Linked DNA regions of Mus musculus: region 2 is linked to region 1. Evidence: chromatin contacts called from public Hi-C data. All regions are on one chromosome and are shown on one strand. Each heading gives the region's core, a stretch centred on a gene start, on an enhancer-like site or on the middle of the called end of the contact. The rest is flanking DNA. Distances are from core to core; before and after follow the strand shown.

What was found. Hi-C and Micro-C count contacts between places; a contact is called where the count stands out from the background.
Region 2: a Hi-C map of the N1E-115 cell line shows a contact between it and region 1, with 8 times the contacts expected there. The contact joins two enhancer-like sites.

What each region holds. Positions count from the first base shown.
Region 1 is chr4:55,474,888-55,482,411 of GRCm38.p6, reverse strand. No RefSeq gene overlaps it. Among named protein-coding and RNA genes, the nearest start is that of Gm22150, 9.5 kb to the right of the region's middle. Within about 2 kb of position 4,306, at least 35 of the 459 cell types and tissues checked have an H3K27ac peak or open chromatin away from gene starts, as enhancers often do. A contact at or near this core is called in the N1E-115 cell line, where this site is marked.
Region 2 is chr4:55,841,004-55,848,527 of GRCm38.p6, reverse strand. No RefSeq gene overlaps it. Among named protein-coding and RNA genes, the nearest start is that of Gm34482, 110 kb to the left of the region's middle. Within about 2 kb of position 4,642, at least 23 of the 459 cell types and tissues checked have an H3K27ac peak or open chromatin away from gene starts, as enhancers often do. A contact at or near this core is called in the N1E-115 cell line, where this site is marked.

The DNA.
Region 1 (7,524 bases), core at 3,057-5,556:
GATATTCATACTGACAGAGACACTGATTCACGTTCCTCCAGACCAACCCTTATCACCAAGCAAGTTACAAAAGCGTTCTCCTTCTTTCGGAGCTCTCAGGAATGTGAACTATAGAAGCTGTGGATTCAGAATGGCCTCTGCCTTTAAGGGGTACTGCCAGAGCCAAACATGCTCACAGGACATGAGTGGGCTTTTTTTTTTTTTTCAGTCTGTGGTCCACAGGAGGCCCCAAAACACATTACAAGAAATGGCTCTTCCTTCACCCCCACCCCACCTTCCCAATCAAGCCCCTCCCAGACCACCTCCTTTGATCTGTATATTTGAAATCTCCCTTCTGCTGATCCTAGGCCTGTTTTTAATTCTTCCTTTGCTCTCCTTCTTCCTTTCTTCTTTCTGTGTTAGGAATTGAACTCAGGCCCTCGGGCGTGCTAGATATGTGCTCTCTTCACAGCCTAGCCCTTTTTTCTGAGAGATGCGCTTATATAGCCAAGGCTAACCTTGGACAGGATATATGTCTAGGGATATCCTTGAAATACTGAACCTCCTGGCGTCACCTCACCTATGCTGAGGAAAGAGATAAGCCACCCTCAGCTTGGACTGAACTTCACATCCTCTTTTATAACTGGAGTCTTTCAAGATAAATACTTTATCAAGATAAATCTGGCCTAACAGCTTTGGACTCCTCTCCCCCAAATCCATGATTTTTTTTTTTCGAGACGGGGTTTCTCTGTATAGCCCTGACTGTCCTGGAACTCACTCTGTAGACCAGGCTGGCCTCGAACTCAGAGATCTGCCTGCCTCTGCCTCCCAAGTGCTGGGATTAAAGGCGTGTGCCACCACTGCCCGGCGATTTTTTTTTTTCCTGTCACAAAATCAAAAGTGAGCTTGCTCACAGAACCATTTTGTGGATTTCTACCTATCATATCCTGTGTTCCCTGGTTAGCTGGTCTGGGTCGTTGTGTTAGGGCTGTTTAAGGTAAGCTTGCTTGCAAAAGTGTGATCGAAGCTTTAGGGACATCACAGAAAGGTGGGTATGATAGCCCACCCACATAGCCCTCTCTTGCTGAAGGGTGGCTAAGGGAGAGTGAACCAGCCTGGCCCATTAGTCCCCTGGGAAGCAGCCAATTGCAGGTCCCTCTAGACTCTGGCACTTCTCTGTAATCCTGCAACTCCACACACGTTTAGGGAATGCTACTGCAAGGCACAGAGGTGTGGGCAGGGCAGAGGCAAGGCGCCATTGTGTACCTACTTCAGCTGGCGGAGCCTTGTTTTTGCTGTCATGACAATATTGCATCATGGAATGGGAAAGGCCCTTCCCTGATCTAAGCCATTATTATGTGGGTCCTATTCTGGCCACAGACACCACGTGGGTAGTCAGGCCTCCGCTGTTATTTCAGCCTCAGGGGTGAAAACATCCGAACAGTGGAATCTTTTTTGTTCCTGGCTCCAGTCTCGGAATGTACAGACTTCGGATTCACGGACTTCTCCACGAATCATCATCACCCCAAATAGAGGGCTCCCAAAGCACCTCTATTTTTTCTGCGTCTGGCTCACAGCTGGGATTCTCCCCCGCCCCCCTCCCCCCCATCCTATCAGTTGTTCAAGAAAACTATGGGAATCCAGGCGACCGCTGACAGCACAGCACAGACGGATTGAGTGATGGTGAAAGGAAGGTAGTGGTGGGAGCAAAGCCCCCAGGACTCCAGGAGAAAGTCCACAGAGGCATCTGAGCCAGCATGGCCCGTCCCGCCTGCGCCCCTCGTGGTGCTCGCTGGAACTGCAGGCTGGTATCATGGGTGACTGTGATGTGGCTCTGTCGCTGGCTTTGATGGGGCCGAGCGGGCCTCTTCAGAGGAATGCAGACCTGTCTGCACCCGAAAACCAAAACCGTGTCCAAGGGGCGGGGCTGAACGGCTGGAAGAGAGGCCTCACCTCACCTGGGCGGACGCCGCTTCTGGAATGAGACCTGGCCGAGTGGGCGCGGGAGGTGGCTCCAGGCCCGGGGCCAGCACGCAGCTTTCCCACGTGTGCACAAGCGGGCCTCCTCAGAACAGGTCCTGGGAAGCGACCAAGAGGCCTCTGAGGACGCCAGCATGTGGCTTTCCCGTCTGTGTGCCTCGACCCTCATGAGGGCAGAGAGCCCTAATAGGATTTGAAGGTCCAGACCTGAGAGGTTTCGATTCTAGAACCCTTTCTCCCAAACTCTGGCAATCACACCCACTCTGGTCTCATATTACTAGCCAATAGGCATCCATGATTAATGAGGACTTGACATGTGCTTCTAATCTGTACTATATGTTGGAGATATAACATGGGTGAGGGGGGAGTGTGATTGTTTGTTTGCTTTTGGTAGCAGGTATATGGAACTAGGGGCTCACGCGTGGTAGGCAAGCACTCTACCAGTAGGCTATATCCCCGGTTTTTTTTCTTAATTAGATATATTAAGACATGGTCTCATTATGTTGCCCAGATTGGCTTTGAACTCATCCTCCTGTCTCTGTTTCCCTAATACAAAAAAAAGAGGGAGAGAGATTAGAGACTATTCAGCAAAGCTCAATTTTATTAGTATTTTTGTTTGTTTCCTGTATTAAGAAAACACAAGTTAATTTTACTCATTTCCCTTTTTTCTTTTTACAGTGTACACTCTGAATGTTGAAAATGGCACCCGGATTTCTATAGAAAGCCTTAGAGTTCTCCGTTCTCTCAAAAAGCATGTTATTGGCCCCAGAGCCTTTGAACTTAATCTTCTATCTACAATGCTTTCAGTTCAGCAGTCTTCTCTTCTTCCTTGCTATTCAAATCACAAAGTTCACATACCCAGCTCCTTCCCTCTTTCCTCGTACCATCCATCCGGTTAAGGCAGGCTTGGCAGGTGGCAACCCTCTCTGTGTTCCTCCCCCAGTTTTACACTATAAACCCCCTGAGAGCAAGATTTTAAGGTTCCTGTTGGCTGAGCTCCCCTTGGTCCCCATGGGAAACATTTGTTGAATGGATACAGAAAGGCTCCTCCTAGGAGTGACTGCGTCAAACACAATCTACCACGAAGCCAAGACGTATGGTCTGGACACTACAGTTGTGGGTTGTGGGAGTGGAGAGGACATGAACACCAGTCGAACAGCCTTCCATTTTGCCAATATCCAACTGAACTTTGGAGTGGAGGGCTCACTCCATGACTAGAAGCGGTTCTTGTCTTGAGTTCTGTCTGTTCCGTGAGTTTGGAGAAGTGGCTGTCTGTCTCTCTCTGAGGCCCAGGGTCCCCTGAACGTTGATGTCTAAGGGCCCTTCCTGCCCAAATGTGAGGATTAGAGATTGTTTTTGAAGATTTAGGATCCTCCGGAGGGCAATTTACTCTGTGATGTGATCCTAAATCGCATAGCTGGCATTGTGAAGTCTCCATTAACTACCCAGCCAGAGTGCTCAGGGCTAGAAGTGTCCTGGTTAATTTAATTTCCTGGCTGAAGATCAACTACAGGGAGCATCCCTATTTGAAAATACAAATAGTATACGGATCCATTCACCAGCACTAAAAAGCTCCTTCACAGGACAGAAATTACCTATTCTTAGAAGATAATTTGGCATTGTTATCTCCTCCTGAGAATTAAAATAGAGCCCTGGGGCTGGGTGGGAGAGACCCTGTGAGAGTTTGCCTGGCTGTGTTGGCACAGCTGCGTGATTTTAAGGCAAGCATAGCTTCAGCCTGCAGTGGATCAGTTTTCTTGTGGGGGGAAACTGGGGTAACACGACACAGCCTCCGGGAGTGTGTCATCCCTTCATGTGGATGGAGGTCAATAATAAGAATCAAGTGTTTAGCACAGAGCCCAGTGTGTGGCAGATGCCTTCCACTTGCTGTTATCTGCAATGTCTCTGAGCAGCACAACGTGACACAGCCACACACCTAATTAAAGGAGGGTGAGTGCCAAGACAGGGCTAGCCTCTGGTCCTGGACTGCCTCCAACATGCTCGGAAGCCCCCATCCAAGCCGCTTTGCTCCTTGGTCTGTTTTCTCTTGGGTAAGTTGGAGCCTGACTAGTCCTCCATCCAACACAGAGAGGTTGGGAGCCCCTGAATTTTTCACATGCCTTGGAGGTTTTGTTAGGTTTGGTTTGGGGTTTGTTTGTTTGTTTGTTTTCCTCTGTGACCCTTGGCCTCAGCTAGGCTAGAGAGCCAGGCTCCTTCTCCCATAACGAGGCTCCTTCCAGTCTGTCTCCATAGGTACTGACTTCCTGCCCAGCTCAGTAATTGTTATCAGCCAGCCAAAGCCTGCCCTGGCAGCTGCTGCCTATGCGGCCTTCCTTTGGGAAAAGCTGTCCTGTGACGCCCTCTGGAGGAAGGAGGCTTCTTTTCTTGTGCCACCAACTGCCCAGGCCCATCCTGGGCTCTGGGAACTGACTCCTGCCAGGCCTGGAGGAGCAGTAGAAGGTCTGCAAATGCCCCTTCGGGGACCCCAGGGTAGACTATCCTTCCCAATTTTGCACCTGAAGTCCTACGCAGTTCTCCCTGACTTCCTATTTCTAGACTTCCACCTGTGCTTTCTGGAGTGGCCCAGCTCAGCCTTCTGTTTTAAAAACCCTTAAGGCATTTCTCTTCTAGGCACCAGAAGCCCTTGGTGGAGGCCCTTAGATGGCCCTGGGGCTCACTTCCTACAGCGACCCACTCTCCACTACTGACTGCAGACCAGGTATTGTAAGCCGAGCTACCACATTTGTTTTCTACAGCTGCTCTGTCCGCGCCCACATTTCCCAAAAATGAGGAGGTTGCCAAGTTGAAATTGATGAGTGTGTAATTAAATGTCTACAAAAGGTAACATTATGTCAACTGTCTTTGCAACTGGCCTCCCCAGTTAGCTATATATAACTCATTTGATATGCAAAGTGGGTGAATTTCAATGTGTATGATAGGATGTGGGAGTGGGGCCTTGGAAAATAACAGTGCCCTGGGGCCTCCAAGGTCAAAAGCAATCCTAGCCCTTCCCACCCTCTGCTTTAGCTATCTAGAATCACTCACTGCTCCTCTCACTGACTCCACTCTCCCCAGATTCCAGGCTTTGTACCCGAAGCTCCTCTGCCTCTCCCAAGGCCTTCTAGTCTATACCCACCGCTCACCTTCTCTTTCCTGCCTGGCTAGTACCTATGAATTTTGCAATAGACATTTTAGGAGTCCCTTCCTCTGAGACGACCCAGTCAGGACCCTCACCGTGAGCTCCTGTTTGCTCCCATTCCTGAGAGTTACACAGTGACACAGGAAGCCCTGCACTAGCATCTTTCACCTTCCTGCTCATCTCTTCACTGGCTCAATTCACACTGATGATTAAGGCTGAGTCTCACCGAGCCTCAATGTCTCCAGTATTCGATTCAGTTCCTGGGTCCTAGAATCTAAGTAATGGCTGGTGTATATCCAAGGATAAAGGATGATAGATGATCAATGGGTGAATAGATGGGTGGATAGGGTAGATGGGTGGATAGAGGGATGAGTCTATGGATAGATGGATGGATGGATGGTGGATAGATGGAGGGCAGAGGGAGAGACAGGGAGGAAGGGACAAATAGATGAATGTGTGTATGGGTGAGTATGTGGATAGATGGATGGATAAATGAGTGGGTAGATGGGTGGGTGAGTGATGGGTGGATAAATGGATAGATGCATAGATGAATCAGTGACTGGGTGGAGAAATAGGCAAGTGAATGAGGATTGATTTATGGATGGATGAATGGATGAGTTGATAGAGGAATGGATAGCCGTGTGTGTGTGTGTGTGTGTGTGTGTGTGTGTGTGTGTGTGTGTGTGTTTGAGGGTAGGTGGGTGGATTGGTGGATGGGCAGAGAGTGGAAAGTTCCAGCACTGAGTAGATAGCAGGACAGGGGATTCCTTGTCTCCTGGTATCTGAGTTTTCTCCCTTACATACTGTCAGCTGGCAATCTGGGCTCTTCTACAAATGTGTCTTCTGGGAGCAGAAGTTCATGCTTTCACAACTTAGGTCCTGACCTTGATTGTGTTCCTTTTCTACATTGTGTTTGTATGACTAGAATGAGCCAAAAATTTTCATAGATCACCCGGGCAGTGGTGGCTCAGGCCTTTAATCCCAGCACTTGGGAGGCAGAGGCAGGCGGATTTCTGAGTCTGAGGCCAGCCTAGTCTACAGAGTGAGTTACAGGACAGCCACTGCTGGGATTAAAGGCATGGGCCACCATGCCGGGCCCTAGTTTAGGCTTCTTTTGATACATTTGTATCATTGTATATGTATCAATATTATCAGTAATTTCCTAACTTTGTTCCCCTTGATGAATGCTTGCTGGTCTCCACACAGGCCCTGTCCACGCCACCCTTACTTTCTATCACTGTGATATCTCCATCCTTCCTGTATGTGTTTCCACACGTTTTCCCTTGACTAAGCCAGCTCAGTGAGTGGATGGGTTCTCCAGGGAGGGAGGGAGGATTGAAAAGAAAAAGACAATTAGACAACACTCTAACCTGACCCCAGCCAGTTCTGAAGCTGAATCCATTTTGTTTTGTTCTGTTTTTTTTTTCCAGTCTGCTTTTATGTCATTCTAGGTACAAACAAAGAATATGATCAGTCCTAAGGCATAAACAGAACAGCCAAGGAACATAAAAGCATAAACAAAGTAGTCAAGGAACAAACAAGGCAATGATCAAAGTCAGGAGAGGTCACTGTGTTTAGGGGTTTATCAGAATGACCAAGATACAAGGAATACAATACATTCCTCAGCTGTATTTACCTTGAGCCTACAAGGTTGTCCTAGTCCAATGTCAAATTCCGGCCAAATTCCTAGAAGTGGCCTCAAAAGCTCTCCCCACGAATTAACGACTCTGATCTTCATATAAATGGAGAAACCCCCCACACTTTGTTGGTCAGCTGCTTTCCCTTATAATAATGTATTCAAGGTTAGCAGGTTATAGTCCATCCTTTGCCAGGAAGGTTGCTCAGGATTGAACAGGCAAGGATGACCTCCACACAACTTCATTCTTTTTAAAATTCTATTAGGGATCCAGGCCACATTTTCCTGATCCATTCATCACCCTGTAGACACGTGCACTACCTCAGCTCTATCTCTCTGAGTACATTTGCACAATTACTGCTTTTAAAACTTTTGGCAATCTCACCAGAAGTAGAATTGTTGGGTCGTGTACAATTCTGTGTTTGAGTTTTCTAAATAGATAAATAAATAAATATTTAAAAAAAAAACAAAAACCAAACCACATGCTATTTCTATAGCCTCTGTATCATTTTACATTGCCGCCCCCCCCCCCACCCTTCCCCCAGTCTGTGCTTGTGCTAGGAATTCCTTCACATCCTTGCCAGTGTGTTATTTTCTATTTGATTTGTGCTGTTGCTGGGGTCCTTCCTCCCTCCCTTCCTTTCTATTCCGTTGCTGTTGTTGTTTGTTTATTTGTCAGGGGTTTTGTTTACTTTTTAAAGAAGGTTTCAATATGTAGTCCTGCCTAATAGGGGACATTCCATGTTAATATCTTGCCTTGAATGTGAGGCAATCCTCCTGTCTCTGCCTC
Region 2 (7,524 bases), core at 3,393-5,892, 370 kb before region 1:
CTGACCTCCCTGGCAGCTCCACCAACTGCCAATGACCGCCCTGTGGCTGTAACCTTTCTCCTGCCCACCTGAGTTACCGCAGATGGAAAACACCAGACAATCTTAATATTTTAAAATCAGCTCTCCTGTACTAGAATTCTTCTGGTGGCAGAGACCACCAGTTCTAATAGCCCCCAACCTACGTGATGTTCATGTTCCTCTCTTCAAAGCCTGGCCAAAAAGCCTCTTTCTCTATCTCATCTCCTTCTCTTCTTCCTCAGACCCTGAAAACCTGCTTCTGTATCTTTGCCCAAGGATTGGCTTCTGCCATTTTTATTGGCCCAATCAAACAATTAGAGAACCTGCCCCTATACCCAGTGGCCCATGACTAGCTGTGGGGATAGACACTTGCTTTGTGGCAGATTTAACTCTAGAGACTTAATCATTGAGGAGCCTACCTCTGTGCAGGTAACAGAACAACATGTCTGCCTTGAGGAAAAAGGCCAATGAAGGGGATGTGTATAAAGCTATGAGTCAGAGAACCACATGCTAAGTGTTATAAGGCATTTCCCAGGAGGATGGTAAACCAAAGGGGTCAGGGGGTGATTTTGGGTAGATGCAGCAGATCAAGCAGAGGTTTCTGGAAGATTGGTGGACCTACCAACCATCCATGCCTGGGCTGAAGGCAAACGTGATGATTTTTATCTATATCATGATGTTCATTGAAGTCATAGGAACAGGTGGCCTAGCGAAACATAAGATAAGAAGGTTGTCCAAGTGAGGCCTTGATTCATTGAATGGTGCTCCAGAGATATCCATAGAGGGCTTTCCAATAGGCCCGAACAAGGACAAGAGCCAAGCTGACGTGGGCCACACTACTTGATGTTTTGTGGCGTTTTCTGAGATTGGCTCTGGACTAAGAGGTAGCCTGTTTCCTCAGGATGCCCCTCTTTGCAGGTTGATTTCCATAGGCAGTGAATAGCTCCCACACACCCTGCTTGTCTCTGATTCCACTCTATTTATCAATAGGCTGCTGGTTTCAGACTTCCCCTGTAGGAAGCACCTTGTGCCTCTGTCCCTGAACTCTGAATAAAGCCCGAGTTGTCCCCAAAGCTTCCAAACAAAGAGTAAAACAGGCATGGTTTCTTTCTTCAGGCTTGTCCACTCCTTTCCATACCTGGTGTGGAGCAAAGGTAGACGTGTAGGGGTGAGGGCACCTAAGGATAAAATTTGTTGATTCTTTGCTGGATCCTTCAGTGCTCCATGGACATGGAGAGAGGATAAGGCTCTTGAACCAGAAGGAACCATGATGGAGATGTAAATTTTTTGGATAGAGAATTAGTCTCCCCTCTCCATGAAATGACTTCTTCCCTGGATGGCTTAGACATAGGGCTACAGCTTAAAGCACAACAATAAACACCTGCTTTTTCAGAGACATAAAATAGCATTCATGACAAATCCCACTCCTTTCCGTGCACTTCACTCCATAGGGCACCGCCTAAAGGAGAGTGTGAATCCGGGTGCAGAAATTCTATCATATGAGTTGACTAAGGTTTTTTTCTTTCTTTCTTTCTTTCTTTCTTTCTTTCTTTCTTTCTTTCTTTCTTTCTTTCTTTCTTTCTTTCTTTTTTCTTCTCCCTTCCACTCTGATTGAAGCTGAAACATTCCAAAACTCGCTTTCCAAAACCTACATTTCTCCAAAGGCAGAAAATAGCTTGCTTTCAAATCCACTGTAAAGATTTCAGTTTAAAAATAATAAAAATAAAATTAAAAAGTAAAATAAAATAAGAACCAAGCACTGCTGGCATTTAATCTGACTACAAATTGAAAGCTATACTGGTGTTTACATGGCTTGGGATTTTATTAGGAAAGAGTGGCCTGGCATTAATAATGTGATGTTTAGCAGGAATAAAATCCCAGCTCTCCATTTTTCCATATTTTGGGGAAATGAGACCCTGTCCAGGCCCTGCACACTCACAGGCTCATTCCAAGAGAAGGTGCTTGATACAGGACTCAAATGAGAAGTGTGACAGCCATAACTTGGCATCAGGAATAAACATATGCAAAGCCTAGCTAGTGTGCCACCAGGCCTCAAACACAGTACCACCAATCCCGCTGTACAAGTGAGGAAACTGATGCTCAGATGGCTTATGTTCCTGCAGTGGGGACCACCCAGGCAGTTAAGGAAGCAAATAAGAATTTACATCTGAGTTTGCCTTAATTCATTTCCAGATCACACCACAAAGAACAATATTGTCCCAAATGTCAAAAGCGCCAATGATGACCATCTCAAGTTTTCCTGAACTACACCTGTTGGCTGAACACCCCAGGACATGATTTGAAGGATATGTTCAGATTCTTGTTCTCAGAGTCACCCCAAGAAAATGAGTATTTCTCAGCTGTAAAAAGTTCTCTCATCCATAGAAATGAGAAACTTGCATTTTTTTTTCTGTAAATGTAGTTTAACATGAGGTAGAGGCTGTAGAGACGTCTCAGTGGTTAAGAGTACTTGCTGCTCTTGCAGAGGATTTAGGTTTGGTTCCTAGCACCCACATTGGGCAACTTACAACAGCCTATAACTACAGCTCCAGGAAAGCTGACAGTCTTTTTTGCCTCTGTGGGCATTCATGCACACATGCACACAGAGAGAGAGAGAGAGACAGAGAGACAGAGAGACAGAGACAGAGAGACACAGAGACAGAGAAAGACAGAGAGAGAGAGAGAGATCTTAACAATGTGAAGTGGTTAGTGTTTGTTGAAATATTTGAGGGATAATTCACTTGGAAATCCCTTTCTGTTCCCTGAGTCATAATGGAACCTTATAATTCTGTGGCTGCTATAGTAAATATCATAGATCATCCCCCAAGGGCAATATTCCCCTCTGCAAATTTCTCAGAGACATCTTGAGGGAAGTCAAGAAGGCTAGTTCACGGTGTCACACAAACACCTTATACACCTGTACAAAATGGAGATTTTGAAACTGCTTTTTACTAGGGTTGCCCTTCAGAGGCCCCCAAGGCAAAGTGTGGTGTCTACACATATAAAAGGAGTGGGTCTGATGAATAGAGAAAAAGAAAAGAAACCAGGGTGAAAACTTGGAATCATACTCAAGAAATTTCCTGAAATAAGTGCTCAAAAATGATGGGGAACCTGCCAGTCACCGAGATGAAGAGGAAAGGGAGATGGGCAAGAAAGAAACTCAGGTGTGGTGTGGATGGGCCTTGGGCTTGTTTGTGGATTTCCCTGATCATTTCAGAGGTTCTGGAAAAGGCTCTAGGTCTCTGGCCAAAAGGCTTGACTTTCTCTAGCATCTGAAAAGGAAAGGGACGTTCTATAATGGAAGGTAGAAACCATAGCAATGGTCCTCACCCTTGGTCATGCTATGCTAGCTAACCTTATGCACATATTTGAGCAACCAAGTCATCAGCTCTGGGCAGGTCAGTCTTGGGCTTCATGCCTGTGTGAGCAGAAGCCATGAACTGGAGACAGGACCAACAAGGCTTGGGTGCTGGGCTTCTCTGGCTGTATATTGTACTCAGGGAGAGTTTGCCCCAACCTCACAGGCCCACATTCCCTGGGTAGAAGCAGGCCTATGCCATGCTATACTGTGCCTGTGCTCTCCGATTTCATCATTTCTGGCTCAAAGCAGGCCTGCAATTTTCATTTCTTTATGGGCTTAAGTAATCTATTGCAAATGGCACCAGCAGGCTGTAATGCATCCTTGTTGAGGAAACAGTTATTTCTCTTCCGAAGCTTTCTGGTTGAAGGCTTGTGGAGCTGAGGCCGGGTAACTGTTTTACATTAGCTATAATGGTGTTTACATTGGATGTACCGATGTTTAAATCGCTGGACATATTTGTTATTAGTAGGGAGGCAGTGGCATTGTTTAGCCCAAGTATCTGGGTGGGTGGAGGGGGCTCCTATTAACATTGATAATATTTTACAAGGGACCTTGCAGGGACGTTTATAATAAAGCAGTGCTGTTTATCTCATCAGGATTATGTTGGAGTAACTTTAATTGTATTCATATTAAACATATCAGTGTTAGAACTGATGTAATATGTTTAGCATTAATATGAAGGTTGCTAAGTTGGGGGCTTTTGAGGTAGACTTGAAGTGCTGGGAAGACAATAGAACATATGGAAAGCATTTAGGGGTGTAGGGGGGTTTCTGTTCTTGTCTAACAAGAAGGATTAGTGCTCTTGCTGAGGTACACTCTAAGATGAACAGTGGGCTGTAGTGCTACCATCTGCTGAGCTTATGATGCGATTCTCTTGGCCAGCTCGGGTGCTCTCGCCATTGCTCTCCATTCTCTGTGTTCTCGCAAGCTCCACCAAAGCCCAAATGTCAGGGATACTTCAGATGCTTTGCAGCTGGCTGTCGCACCCAGAGACGTTTCAAAATGGATTTTGTAATGGCTTATAAAAGTCCCACATTGTGCACGAGCGGTTATTGAGTGTGATATAGTGTGAGCAAGAATGTTCCAAATTCCCTCCGTGCTGTATCCATCAATCTGGCTCTATTAGGGTTGGCAGGATAATGGCTGGAGTGAGGCTCTGGACTTTATCTGCAGCTGAAAGAAGCATCCTAATTATCTACTCATCAGAGCAGCCCCACTCCTGGCTCGAGGAGATCACTGCCAGCTCAGCCCCAGAAATTCCAAATCTTCCCTGTCACCCGCCAGGCACACGGAGGCAGGATGCAAGACTGTGTCCAGCCCAGCTGGGGAGCATAGTCCCAGTAAATCCTGGAACTCAATCTGACTGCCCAGCTGGAAACACTGTTGCAGTTTTAACCCAAGGAGGCTCAGTTTCCTGATGCTTTCCTCCCACTGGGCTCAGTTCCCATTGGGCCCAGAAGGTTCGCTGGGATACATCGCAGGACTGGGACCCTGCTCTACCTATCAGTAGCCCTAGTTTTCTGCAACATGAGAGTAATACCTGTGTCTCCCTAATGTTACTGGTAAATTTGACAGCACTTTGAATGGGATCTGTACCATGCTGTGCTTTCATTAGTGAACAAATGAAAAACTCCAGTGTAGCAACAGGGTTCTGGTGGAAATACATGCCTTGCCTGATGGATATACACCTACCATTTCACAGGACATTCAAGGAATATTTATGAAGACTTCTATTCTTTGCAAAAGCACTTCTCATTAATATTGCAAGCTTATGCACAAGCTATAAGCTTGTATTAATATCATAAGTCTATTATTTTTATTTGTATAAAAGAGGAAGCAAGAACAAGGAGAGAGGATGTGATTTTTTTGCCTGTTAGGCCCTGTGTTAGGCCCTAAGCTTTGATTGCTGCTACTTGGGCTGAGAGAAATGAGGGTCCTACAGCAACTACCTTTTCTGTTTCTGAAGGCATCTGATATAAGAGAGCCCCTTAAGGAATGGCTGATTTTGGCTAAAGGTTTCAGAGAATCATGTTCATCCTGGCATGGAAGGGATGTTGGAAGGAATGTGATGAAGCTGTTCTTGTTGTATCCTCAGGTAGGAGGCAGAGAGAGATGAACACCATGCCTAGCTGGCTTTCTGCTTTTTGCCATTTTGTTTGTTTAGGCTGAGACGCTTATCTAGGTGTGATACCTCCCACATTTAGGGTAGGCCTTTCCACAATTGAGCATCTCTGGAAATGCGCTCAAAGAAACACTGAGAAGTGCGTTTCCTAGAGGTTGGAGAGACTGCCTTATGGTTGATAGCACTTGCTTCTCTTGCAGAGGAGCTGAGATCAGTTTACAACTTGGCAGCTTTAAGCCATCAGTAAATAACTCCAATTCCAGGGAATCCCGTGCTCCCTTTTGGCTTCTGCCGGCACCAGGCATGACCAATGATGCCCATACATATGCACAGGAAAACATCAATACACATACAAAAAAAATAAATGAATATTTTTTTAATAAAAAATGCATCTTCCAAGTGATTTCAAACCTGTCGATGAAGTTTAGATGTCGCACATCCCCATCCTGCTGTGGTTCACAAATGGCTGGGACTATACAAATTGTTAAGTTGCTATGGGTCTTTGCATTCTTAAGCCATCAGACTGCTTTAATTCTGGAAAGTGTTTAGGAGGTGTGCAAATATGTGAAAGACATGAGGGTGAGCATGAATAACTGCTATGTGGGGTGCAGAGAACCCTGAGATACAGCATGGGAGGACTAAGAATCAGACATCACAAAGGTCAGTTGGAAAGATTGGGAAAGCCTGGCAGAAGAGGTGGAATATGAACTGTCCTTGGGAAGTCAACAGGATTTTCTACACGCAGAGGTAGACACACATGTGTCACATGTGACAGCAGAAGCAGGGTTAGCAGTGGTGTAGCTCTTACTTAGAAAGTAAGAGGAAGAAGGTAGAGTGTTTTCTGAAGACTCCATTCATGGATATAGAAAGGGAAGGGGTGACATATCCCTCTAGTGCTGATGGGTGGCAGATTGATGCAAGCTGAGGCTGGGCTTTAACGGTTAAGAAATAAGTAGCCTAGGGAATGGCTAGTAGGTTAAATGTCTGCTGTGCAAGCATGGGAGTCTTAGTTCAGAGCCCAACCCCCATAAGAAGCTAGATTTAATAGCAGGCGTCTGTAACCAAGCGCTAAGCAGAAGTAGAAGAGGTAGCATGAGGTGAGTGGATTCTCTAGGTTTACTCGCCAGCCAACCTAGCCAAAACCAGCAAGTCCCAGATTCAGTGGGAGAGCCCATCTCAAAAATATAAATTGACAAGTCATCCTCTGATCTTCACATGAATACTGTGACACACATGACATGCTTTTACGTACACACACACACACACACACACACACACACACACACACTTAGACCTACAAAATAAATACATAAAAATTGTAATTTAATGCTTAAAAAGTAAGGAGAAGAGTGATAAAAACAAAAATACCAAACACATTGACATCTGGTCTCCACATGCACATCAGGATGTACTGTGTGTGGCTGCACGCACACATACGTGGAGAAAGATAAAGCACGTGAACTGTATGATCAGAGCTACATTATCAGAAGATGAAACTGACACTTTGAAGGAAGTAGACAGGGTGGGGGGGGGGGCAGGTGGCTGAATAATGGCAGAGTACCTCACGCCAGTGGCGAGCATCTCAGGCCTGATGAGACTGACGAGGCTGAAGAGGGGTAGAGCATAGGCATCGGAAAAATGAGAAACTAAAGCCAGGACCCCATTGGTCTGTTTGCACCTTCAGTCCCTTGGAATCTTGGAGGGGCAGTGGCAGAAGCTCAGAGAGACTAAGGGAGCACCCAGTTGCCAGCAACATCTGTCTGGCTATGTTCCCAAGATGACCGGTGGGTGGTGTCTCCATGAGTCCCTTTGGATATACGTTTTAGAACACATCTTCTTAGTCCTTGGATCTTCCATAGCAAAGCACCAGAGAGGGATGGCTTAAGCAAAGAATTGGTTTTCTTGAAGTTAGAAAGTATTAGTTCCCTTGGAGGTAGTTTTCCATGATTTGCAGATGGTCACAAGTACAGTCTGAGTGTTTGTGTTATATAACTCATATATTGAAGACCTTGCCCCTAAAGAG